Regions from separate parts of the Sus scrofa genome. Here region 2 is linked to region 1. A link is a contact called in public Hi-C data. All regions are on one chromosome and are shown on one strand. The core of a region is the stretch at or near the end of the contact, and the rest is flanking DNA. Distances in the headings are between cores, read along the strand shown. Region 1 has its middle 31 kb from the start of SSR1. Region 2 overlaps CAGE1 (cancer-associated gene 1 protein).

The links. Hi-C and Micro-C count contacts between places; a contact is called where the count stands out from the background.
Region 2: a Hi-C map of fetal liver shows a contact between it and region 1, with 2.0 times the contacts expected there. The contact joins two enhancer-like sites. A contact is called at or near these places in 1 of 5 promoter capture datasets (liver), 7 of 47 Hi-C or Micro-C datasets (blood, fetal liver, liver and 1 more) and 1 of 2 datasets of contacts at active chromatin or transcription factors (alveolar macrophages).

The regions. Positions count from the first base shown.
Region 1 is chr7:4,652,395-4,658,253 of Sscrofa11.1, forward strand. No RefSeq gene overlaps it. Among named protein-coding and RNA genes, the nearest start is that of SSR1, 31 kb to the right of the region's middle. Within about 2 kb of position 2,432, at least 3 of the 83 cell types and tissues checked have an H3K27ac peak or open chromatin away from gene starts, as enhancers often do. A contact at or near this core is called in fetal liver, where this site is marked.
Region 2 is chr7:4,700,979-4,706,837 of Sscrofa11.1, forward strand. It overlaps CAGE1 (cancer-associated gene 1 protein), which reads right to left. Exons shown (of 13, transcript XM_021100145.1): 10 at 2,087-2,155. Among named protein-coding and RNA genes, the nearest start is that of SSR1, 18 kb to the left of the region's middle. Within about 2 kb of position 2,538, at least 4 of the 83 cell types and tissues checked have an H3K27ac peak or open chromatin away from gene starts, as enhancers often do. A contact at or near this core is called in fetal liver, where this site is marked.

The DNA of each region.
Region 1 (5,859 bases), core at 1,182-3,681:
CCTGAGAGTTCCCGTTGTGGCTCAGCAATAATAAACCAATTGGTATCCATGAGGATGTGGGTTCCATCCCTGGCCTCGCTCAGTGGGCTAAGGATCCGGCGTTGCCGTGAGCTGTGGTCTAGGTCGCAGTCTCAGCTCGGATCCTGCGTGGCTGTGGCTCCGATTCAACCTCTAGCCTGGGTCCTTATATCACAGGTGCGGCTCTAAAAAAACTCCTGGGGTCTCCCTGAGACTGTGCTTAGTGTGGGCTTCTCAGGCCACATTTGAGATGCGTGAGTGTCTGCGTGTGTGCCGTGTCCTCTCCCAGCGGGACCGCTTCCTGCTGTCACCTCTGCTCCTCAGCTGCTGCCCCTTCCCTGCCCCGTGTCCCCGCGCCTCTCCCTCCTGCTCTGCACCTGCAGACTCAGCCGGGAGCACCCCCATCCCTGGCCTGTTCCTGCTGCAGCATCACAGTTACGGGCCGCTTTGGAGCCGGGCTGGCCCTGTGCCCCCGCCTGGCTCTCAGCGGGAGACGCCCACATGCTGGCAGCCCATTCGGGGCCATTTATTTGAGTGCCGTTCAGCTGCATCCATGTCAGCGTGATGGGAGCTCTGGGAGCCCGTGCGCCCCACACAGAAGCAGCCTCCCTGGGGAGGCCCGGCCCCGGGCCGGCTCACAGGCAACCTCACTCCGCTCGGCGCGCAGCCCTCCGCCGCCGCCAGCCGCCCCCCGCTCGGCTGCCCACCCGCCCGGGCCCCTGGTCCTCCCCTGAGATGACGCCGGAAGCTGCTCAGGTGGGGGTCGCAGCCACCACGTCCCGCCCCGTCACCGTCCAAGTGATGGGGGGCCATGTGGATCCCACGGCTCACGCGCCCTCGCCCGCGGGGACCCCGGGCCGTCCTCCCTCGGGCGGAGGAGGACAGCGCCACCCAGACCCGGCGCGCAGCCGCGGCCACTCGGGCCTCGCAGCGGTGGCTTCTCCGTGGTGCCCGCTGAGGGCCGGCGGGGCGTCGGGGCGTCCGGGGCGTCACGGAGAGCAAACGATGCAGGCGGGGGCCGGGTCTCCGGGGGCCGCCGTCCAGCGGCCGCAGGGGGTCTGGTGACATCAGTGCGTCTCCTTCCTCCTGCGCCTGAAACGGCAAAGGGAGAGGGTCAGCGGCTGGGAGGCTGCGCGGCAGCCCGCCCGGGTCCAGGTGTTTTTCCCGACAAAGGACCCAGAGAGTCGCTTGGCTCCCACCCGTCCTCCCACGAGGAAACAAATGGAGCCGTTTCCTGGTGGCCTAGCGGTTCAGGATTCCGCCTTGTCACTGCTGTGGCGCAGGTTCAAGCCCTGGCCCGGGAACTTCGGCCGACCACATCATCCCCCCAAAAAGAAAAAATGTATTGGGATTAAGTCATACTTTCATGCTTTCAGTGAGAATCTGGCATAAAAAGCAATCTTAAAACTCAGCCGCACTCCATGCAGAAAGCAAAAACCACCAAGACTCATCTGGAGAGATTTGGGGGGTTTTGTTTTGTCACTAAATCAGCTCCCGCAGTCTCAGCCATTCTTTCATTCACTCCACAAATATTTATAAAGCACCTACTCAGTGCCAGGCCTGGACTGGGGCAGAGGGTGGGGCAGGATGGCCTGGGTTCTGTCAGGGCAACGCCCTGGGCATGATGGGGACAGGGCCTGCGGGTAGAGGGCCTCAGCAGTCTTCCTTGGAAGAGGAGACAGGAGAGCTACCTAAGGCCCCGCCTCTGAAACACTGTCACTATCAGCGTCACAATGACAGACAAACCTCCGGACCGACTTTGGTGCTGATCCCACGGAAAAGGCACGTCTGGGTGGCATCACAAGGGTGCTGCTCACGAGCTCCGCTGGGACAGGGCAGAGCCAGTGGCCTGTGCCCCTGAAACACGCGGTGTCCCCAAACACTGAGGGAAGCATCGGGGACACGAGGGGGTACAATGCGTGAAGCTGGACTCGCTCACGAACCCGGCAGGTGGCCGAGGGGCACTGGACGCTGGCGAAGGCTGACGGGACCCGTGGGTGGGAAACCCCTGCATCTGTGTTGCATGTCCTGGTCCCCGGGATCTGGTCACCCGAGAGCATGGGTGTGTCCCTGGGAGATGAGCGCAGGTGCGCTCGCTCCGGGCGTGATGTCGGACGGGTCAGGGAGAACGCGTGTGTCAGTGCACGTCTGCGTGCGACCAGACGTGAGCAGTCAGTGATCGGAGGAGGGTGGAGGCCATAGGGAATTTCTCTCGGTATTTTGCAGTTTCTCTCTAAGTTCAAAATTATGTCAGAGTTAGAGGTCGTCCCCTAACCAGGTGCTGGGCCCGCAGGGGTGGGCGGGGAGGGCGAGGGACGGGCAGCTGGGGGCGGGCAGCAAGGGTGGGTCTGAAGGTCGCACAGAAGCAAACGGGAGAGGTTTGGGTCGTTGCCCCGCAGGCTGTGAGGAGGGCCACAGGGTCAGGCCATTGCCCGAGAGTCACGGTGGCGGCTCATGGCTGGGGCGGAGGGACTGGACTGGCAGGGGCCACCACGTGCGTGGGCGCCACATTTGTCCCCTGCTCACTGACACAGGGAAGCCGTCGGCTCAGGATGGGGGCTGGGGCAGGGCCGTGTGACAGGCAGGGACAGGGGAGAGCTGGGTTAGAACTGTTAGGGGACCTGTTAGGAGGTGAGATCTCGTCAGAAGGGAGTTTCCTGGGGAGGTGACACCGAGACGGGACCTCCTGAAGGGAAGCGGCTCAGGGACGTTGAGGTGGCTCTGGGGCATCAGGGTTTGGCTGTGGGGGCCTGAGCCCCCTGGGGTGGCCCGGGTGCCACGGCGGAGCCTGTGACCGCCCCGTCTCTTACTGGCTGGGTGACACTGCGCCTCGAATTCCTCAGCTGTAACTCGGTGACGTGAGCTGGTCCCTCAGGCAGGGCCGGTGCCCCGCGCACTGAGAAGGGACACGAGGGAAGCGCTCCGAGGAGCCCTGGCTCGCGGGAAGCGCTCGAGAGGGTCCCCCCCCCCCCGCCCCTGCCCCCCTTGGACTTGGCCTCGCAGGGGTCCAAGCGGCAGGCGGCCACGGCAAGGGCGAGGGCGGCAGCCCCCCTCGGGGGCGGCTTTGCAGGAGGGTGGCGGCGCTCCCTCCAACGCCGCTTCCGGGCAGCCCCCCAGGATGCTCCCCGCGGCCGCCGCCACCTCACGGCCGGGCCGTGGGCAGACGCCGACGGAGCCCCAAGTAGCTGCCGAAGCCGCGGCCTCTGGGGGAGGGACGCACGGCAGCCGCTTTCATCCTTTCTCTCGAGTGATCGTTTTGGACCCTTTCACTTCGCTATGAAATACAATATGCTCGGGTTCAAGCGGGCAGGCAACTCCCATCATCAGAATAAAAGCACTCTTTCCTTGGGGGACCATTTATGGGACTATTTTATCCAAAAAAAAATCCACGTATCCACGTAGGTGGGGGTGGTACTTTTACTTTTTTCTGAGCCCGGGTAGAAGAGGTTTCTCTAGGGCCGCACCCACAGCATATGGAGGCTCCCGGGCGAGGGGACCACGCGGAGCTGTCGCCGCGGCCACCGCCACCGCCACCGCCACGCGGGATCCGAGCCGCGCCTGCGACCTCCGCCGCGGCTCGTGGCACAGGACGGTTTTTGACAAAGGAAGGAGCGAGAGCTCTTCGCGTGCACAGAGGCCTGTTGGGCGGGAGGGAAGGCGGCCTTTTCTCTGGGATGGTCTGCTGAGCAGCGCTGGCCACAGACCACAAGACTGGGGTTCAAGCAGGAGGTGTCCACTAGCCGGGCTGTCCCAAGGCGAGCCCAGCCATCCGGCCAGTGGGTAGAAAGGGCTTCAGAGTCTTTCCAGCTCATTGTTAGATGAGGTTCGGTCACTTACCGAAGATAAACAACTGAAAGGGCCTCGCCTTTAGACAGACTTTGGCAGTGGGGGGGGGGGAGGCTGCCGACGGGTTTCAGTCGGCTGACAAGTGGACACAGCTTATGAGACGAGGCAAAGAACCTGCTTAGTCGTGCGGATGAGGCTACTCTGGGCCAGGCGCTTGAATCAGCTATTTTTCTTCTTCTCCTCACATGCAGTATCTTTAAAAATTCCACCAAACACTTGGCCTATATAGTGAGGGCTTTATAAACATTCATTGAATATTAATACCTCTAGTTACGACTGTCCACGGTTTAGAGAAGAAACAGGCTGAGGCCAACTATGTGGCCCGGGTGAGAGTACCCAGGCACTGAGTGGGCGAGTCTGGGGTCAGCGGATTTTGAATCACCAAGCGTGGTTCAGACAGGGGCTGCGACCCATCCTACTCGCTTAGGTGCCTGAGCGAAGTACCAGTTCATCCAAGGTAAACGTGTGTGTGTGTGGACGTGATGGAGGCAAAGCAGAGGGGCAGACGAGACGGCCCCAGAGGGCGCATTGAGTGTGGCCGGCCAGCTCTCCCAGTGACCAGCTCCTTCTACCGACATAGCAGTCCAACAACCTCATCAGACCATTCCTTGACGTCCCAGCAAAAAACAATCTGCTGTTGTTTGGCGGGGGGGGGGGGGGGGGAGCATGGGACGTACAGGCTGGTGGGCCGCACTGGCTGGAGGTGGTGGTTTGCTTTAGGAGAGAACAGCTCACAGTCCCAAGCCCCACCTCTGTGGCAATGCCCGGGGAACACACCATGACTGCTGTACCTCCTGTGAACAGCAGAGGGCAGCAAAACAACCCTGCAGACAGGTTTCAAGGGGGCCTGGGATTCTAATCGTTGTGCTTAAAATATTCCCCTGTCATTTGGAAAGTTCTTGCAGAGGAGGATTAAACACAGATGCAAGTCATGAGTTAGTCCCTTATAAGAAACTTATTCTTTTGGAGTTCCCATCGTGGCTTAGTGGTTAACGAACCTGACTAGCATCCATGAGGACATGGGTTCGATCCCTGGACTTGCTCAGTGGGTTAAGGATCCAGCATTGCTGTGAGCTGTGGTGTCACAGATGCAGCTTGGGTCCTGCATTGCTGTGGCTCTGCTGTAGGCCAGTGGCTACAGCTCCTGATTTGACCCCTAGCCTGGGAACCTCCATATGTCATGGGTGTGGCCCTAAAAAGACCAAAAAAAAAAAAAAAAAAATCCTTTTTAAGTCTTAATGACAGCTAGTCTCTCGACTATGTGCTGTTACTTGAAGGGGACTTGCACTTCTGCGAAGCTTTCTTTGCTCTGTCCTCGTGGTCTGGCAATGGTGGGGGGAAGCTTTTGTCTCCTCTGATGGCTTATTTAATCGTCTTGGTGCGATTTGCTAAGCTTGGATTATATGTTTAACAGAACAGTGTTTAAGGTTACAGCCCACTCGCAATTGGGGAACTGAGTTTTGAAGCCGGGCTGTGGGGTCCCCATTGTTTCACTTCCTCTTCTAGAACTCAGAGGAGGCGCCCCTGCCGCCCCACCCCCACCCTGGCAGCTCGTGGGCACCTGCTCACCAGCTCCCTTGGCTGTTTTGGTAAAGGCTTCCTGGTGATGCTGCAGCCCTGCTTCTCCCCAGAATCCTCACTGTGCGGCCATCCGCCTGGGAGGCCGGAAGGCCCGGCGGCGGCGTAGACGAGGCCTGGATGTGGGCCTGTGTGGACCCGGGCCCAGGGCCGCCTGCAGCTTCCGCATCATGAGGGAGGCAAGAGGTGCATGCGAGGCTCTGAGGGGACAGGCTGGTGTCCAGTCTCAGCCTGACCACTTAAGAGCTGGCCGACTCAATCCGTTACTTAACTTGTACAGCCTCCTCCTGTGCAAACTGGGGGTGTGGGTGTGCCTGCTGCACGGTAGGGTGTGGCTGTAACTCAATCACCTACCACACGTCAGGTGCCCTTTCAGGACTCAGTAATTGGGTAACTGAAAATTCTTATTGTCATGAA
Region 2 (5,859 bases), core at 1,288-3,787, 49 kb after region 1:
TCCTACTAGGAACCATGAGGCTGCGGGTTTGATCCCTGGCCTCGATCAGTGGGTTAAGGATCCAGCGTTGCTGTGAGCTGCGGTGTAGGTCGCAGACCCGGCTCGGATCCCATGTTGGCTGTGGCTGTGGTGTAGGCTGGCAGCTGTAGCTCCGATTAGACCGCTAGCTTGGGAACCTCCATATGCTGCAGGTACGGGCCTAAAAAGCAAAAAGAAAATGAGATAAAATAAAATAAAACAATATAAAGAGTAGAACTTCTTCCTCTCCCTGAGCTAAGGTTTGCAGATGGTGGACACTACCTGCCGGTGAAGGTCAATTTCTCTTTGCAGGAGGAAGGAGAAGTAAGGTGCTAAGACATTTTTGCTTGGCTGGGTGGCTCCAGAGTCTCTGGGCGTGGCTGATTCTTTCTTTCTGGAGCTTGCCACCGCTAGGGACCTCTGCCCTCTGTTCCCCTGGCCCAGGCTGATGCGTGCCTCTTCTGTGATTACTTGAGTTTGCTTCAGCAGCCCCTAAGAATGTGATTACTTGAGTTTGCTTCAGCAGCCCCTTCTTGCTGCTGGCATCCTCCAGGCTGCCTTGAGCAGAGTCCAAGATAACTCAAACCTCACCTGCATGGTTCTTAAGAAACTGTCACATACATTCTTTGTCGGGATGACAAGCTCAGGGAGAGCAGCTGCCTCCCCCACCCCCAACTCAGCCCTCTGTCATAGCTTGCTTTAGTTTTCTCAGTTACCGTTTCTGTTTCCCAACTTTTTTTTGCTTCTCTTTTCTTTTTTTTTTTTTTTTTTTTAGGGCTGCACCCAAGGCACATGGAGGTTCTGAGTCTAGGGGTCTAATCAGAGCTGTAGCCACTGGCCTAAGCCACAGCCACAGCAACACAGGATCCGAGCCACATCTGCGATCTACACCATAGCGCATGGCAACGCCAGATCCTTAACCCACTGAGCGAGGCCAGGGATGGAACCTGCAACCTCATGGTTCCTAGTCAGATTCACTTCCGATGTGGCACGGCGGGAACTTCTAAAATGTGTTTCTTAAAAGTTGGAAAACAGGGAATTTCCTTTGTGGCGCAGTGGAAACGAATCCAACTAGGAACCATAAGGTTTCAGGTTTGATCCCTGGCCTCGCTCAGTGGGTTAAGGATCTGACATTGCCGTGTGCTGTGGTGTAGGTCGCAGACACAGCTTGGATTTGGCTGTGGTGTAGGCTGGCAGCTATAGCTCCGATTCAACCCCTAGTCTGGGAACCTCCACATACCACAGGGTATGGCCCTAAAAAAAGCAAAAAAGAAAGAAAGAAAGAAAGAAAAAGAAACACATTTTAAAACTCTTTACTTGACCTCCCACAGACCCCCTCCTAAGGCTTTAGGTCAAAGATGTAGGATTACTTGGAGGTGATGGGAGCTCGCCACATGACAGGGTCAAAGAAGTCTCTTCTGCAATCTCCCCCCACTCCAAACATTTTATATACTGGATGTGGTCAAGGGTCAAGGGCTATGAGCCATGGAACGTGTTCTTTGAAATTTCCCTCAGAACTTCGGCACATCAGGCAAACTCACCCTCGTTTGGGGAACTGGTAAATGTTTAATTAGCATCTTAGGAGCTGGGCCAGGAAGAGGCCCATATTAACACCCTTATGGTCTTCATCAGCCCCAGAAGGTCTGGGCATATAAACCTTAGAGCATCAAACACCAAGAGTCCAAAGTCTAAACCAAAAGATTACAAGATTTCACATTAGTGTAGGGAAATCTGGTCATAAAATCTGGTCTGCTATATATTTACAGCAGGGCAAGCTGTTTTATGGTAGATAAAAATCTTAGCTCATAATCTTTATGGCATTTTTCTTAGAAATGATCCTAAGTCCCATGAAGGCAGAGAACCAGGCTTTGCAATTCAGGTCCTACCAAAAACATTTATCAAGCAATTATTTTATACCAGGCAAAATATCAGGCACTTTCATATAACTGAGCTGGTTTATCTTACAATTGAGATAAGAAAAAAAGTAGCTTTAAAGAATGTATCATTTATTATTATGCATATATTCTAAAGTTAATGACATTATTCTTTAGAAAAAGAAAGAACTGACCTTGGTTTTCTGGCTCGCTCTCTGGGCCTTCTAATTAAATCTTCCAAATGTTTATTTCTCTCTTCTAAACTGAAAGAAGAAACTAATGAATTTTGTGGCTAAAATTGACTTTTCTACACGAACATCTTGGTAGCTTCTTGGAAGATCTGAGCAGACAAATCTGATGGGGTCCAGCTTTCTGCACATCATCTGCCCATCTCATTCCACAGGAATCTGAATTCTGAAGCATTTGGGGCCCATGGAATAATTCAGGGTAATTTCTCTGTCTCAAGATCCTCAATCCAATCACACCTGCAGAGTCTCTCGTTGTCATGTAAAGGAAACTTTCACAGGTGCTGGCTTTGGACATCTTTGGGGGCCGTTACTTGGCCTTCGATAGAAGGCAAACGGACCCGCAGAGGATAGGACATTCTAGTGCAGGGGTCACAACCTCAAACGTCTGTGGGAGGGCCAGGCAAGCACGTGACAGGACTGAGCCAGTATCTGGGGACCTGGGGAAACCAGAGAGCATCTGCTGCCTAAAGGAAGGAGTTGCTCTTCAGCTCCTGCCAGACTTTGCCATGTGGGAATGCCGTGGCAAGAATGGCAGATCTTATTTTCAAAGAGGAGACGGAAATCTCAATTCTCACAGAAAAATCATTCCTTTAAATTTCTGGCAATAATTCAAAAACCTTTTAAACATCCTGTGGACCTAACAAAGCCGATCTGCCTCAGGTATGACTCGTAGGCTGTCATTTTTGACAGCTCTGCCTTACTGTCCAGAGATGATCAGCCTTTGTTTTCAAAGGTTAAAGAGAAGTTGTCCAACCCTGGAAGAGATGACAACTGCTTAATTAGGGCCCTTTGAGTCTATCACGTCTTATGCTCAGCGAAATGGCATGGAATCAACCTTCTGTATTCCTGAGGTTGAGAAGGAAGGCCTAAATATTGGAGGATGAAGATACCCAAGAAGAGAAAATGACAAGTTTCTGCAAGTGCGCGACAAAGCACCGGTGAGTACACTTACACACCTCATCCCTGGGCTCAGCCTAGATGAGAGGCGGCCGGCTTCACTGCGGAGGAGGCGGTGTCCTCCCTGGGAGACCCCGACAGCCCAGGCGGGGAGCCAGGCAAGCGGAGCAGCACCCCCTCGTGGGCGGAGGTGCTCACTGCTCCAGGCCGGGGAGAGGACATGGGACTTAGACCTGCAGAGTCTGTGTGGGCACTCCGGTTTTATTTTTGCCTTTAAAACATCTTTATTAAGGCGGAGTTCCCGTTGTGGCGCAGTGGTTAACGAATCCGACTAGGAACCATGAGGTTGCGGGTTCGGTCCCTGCCCTTGCTCAGTGGGTTAACGATCCGGTGTTGCCGTGAGCTGTGGTGTAGGTCGCAGATGCGGCTCGGATCCTGCGTTGCTGTGGCTCTGGAGTAGGCTGGCAGCTACAGCTCCGATTCGACCCCTAGCCTGGGAACCTCCACATGCCTCGGGAGCGGCCCAAGAAATGGCAAAAGGACAAAAACAAAAAACAAAACAAAACAAAAACATCTTTATTAAGGTGTAATTTATATACAGTACACTGTACATATTTAAAGTCTACAATTTGACGCTCTGGCACACGTTATGCCAGGGCGGCCATTGTCACGACGAATCAAACGAGCGTACCCGCACCCTAGAATGCTTCCAAAGGGCCTCGGTCATCCCTCCTTCCCTCTTTGCCCACGACCCCAGCAACCACTCATGTGCTTTCTCTGTTGATCAGGTGGCAGTACCCAGAATTGCGCGTCACGGAATCTTACAATCAGCCTAATTACTTTGAGATTCATCCATGCTGTTGTCGGTACCAAGAGTTCATTTATTTTTTTGTTCTGATCACTTATTAGGATATGTCTGGTGGGGTTTTTTGCCTTCAAATTTTAATTTTTTTTTAAAGTACAGTTGATTTACAATGCGGTGTCTATTTCTGCTGTACAGAAAAGTGACCCAGTCATACATATGTATTTTTTCTATTATCCTCTGTCATGTTCTATCCCAAGAGATAGGACACGGTGCCCTGTGCTGTACAGTAGGCCCTGGCTGCCCATCCATTCTAGTATTTTTATTGCTGTACAGTATTGCCCCATGTGGCTATACCATCTTCTGTCCATCACTTCACCAGCGGAGTTGTTTCCAGTTTGGAGCTATTACACATAAAGCCAGCCTGAACACCCACTTTGTATAAACACGTGCTTTCTTTCCTCGTGGATCAGTACACAGGCGTGGGTTGGCTGAATTACACGTTGTGTACATTTAACTTTTAAAGAAGCCACCAAACTGTTTGTCAAGTGATTGTGCCATTTTTCATTCCCGCCAGGAGGGTGTGAGGGTTTCAGCTGCTCTGCATCCTTCCCCACACTTGATAGGGCCAGGCTAATGCTAATAGGTTTGCAGGGGTACTCACTGGGGTTTTCATTTGCCTCAATATTGAATACGTTTTCCTGTGCTTACGTGTCATCCATGTGTCTTTTTGGTGAAGTGTCCAAATCTTTGCCCTTTTTTTTTTTTTTTTTTTAGTCAAATCTTTGCTCTTTGTTTTTGAATTCTGTGAGTCATATATACTCTGGACAAAAGTTCATTATCAGATATGTGACTCATAAATACATTCTTTCAGACTAGTCTTTTCATTCTCTTAATGGTGTCTACGGAAGACTCAAGATTTTTAATTTTGATGAAGTACAAATTGTCAATTTTTCTTTTCTGGATCATGCTTTTAGTGTCATATTTAAGTCACTGCCTAACCCAAGGTCACACAACTTTTTCCTGTATTTTCTTTTAGAATTTTTATACTTTAGCTCTTACATTTAGGCCTGTTATCCATTTTGAGTTATTTTGTATGTGGTACAAGGCATAAATCAAAGTGTTCTTTTTTGTTTTGAGTTCTCTGTGGTGCAGCTCATTAAGGACCCAGTGCTGTCACTGCAGTGGCTTGGGTCACTGCTATGGTGTGAGTTTGATCCCTGGCCCCGGAACTTCCACATGCCGAGGGTACCTGGAGGGGGAGAGGACCCCAAACAAACCCCCCCCCCAAAGGCATTTCTGGTCTTTCTGTTTGATTGCTTGTCTGCAAATGGATGTTCAATGATTTCAGGACTATTTGTTGAAAAGACTACCCTTTCCCCACTTTGTTGACTTGGTGCACTTGTCAAAAAATCAGTCCGCTATAATTGTGTGGATCTGTTCCATTGATCTTTCTATTTTTATGCCAATGCCATACTCTGTTTATTGTAGCTTTAAGGCTTAAAATCAGGTTTGCTTCCAATTTTGCCTTTTTCAGAGTTCTTTTGACTCTTCTAAGCCCTCTGAATTTCCACATGACTTTTAGAATCAGTGTGGCAATTTCTATTTTTATTTATTTATTTATTTATTTTTGGGTCTTTTTGCGTTTTCTAGGGCCGCTCTTGCGGCATATGGAGATTCCCAAGCTAGGGGTCCAGTCGGAGCCGTAGCCACCGGCCTACACTAGAGCCACAGCAACACGGGATCCCAGCCGCATCTGCAACCTGCACCACAGCTCACGGCAACGCCAGATCCGTGACCCACTCAGCAAGGCCAGGGATCGAACCCACAACCTCATGGTTCCTAGTCGGATTCGTTAACCACTGCGCCACGACAGGAACTCCAATTTCTATTTTTAAAACCTGCTGGGGGAAGTTCCTGTGGCACAGGTCACAACTGCAGTGTGGATTTGATCACTGGCCCAGGAACTTCCATATACCACGGGCACAGCCAAAAAAACCCCAAACACACACACACACAC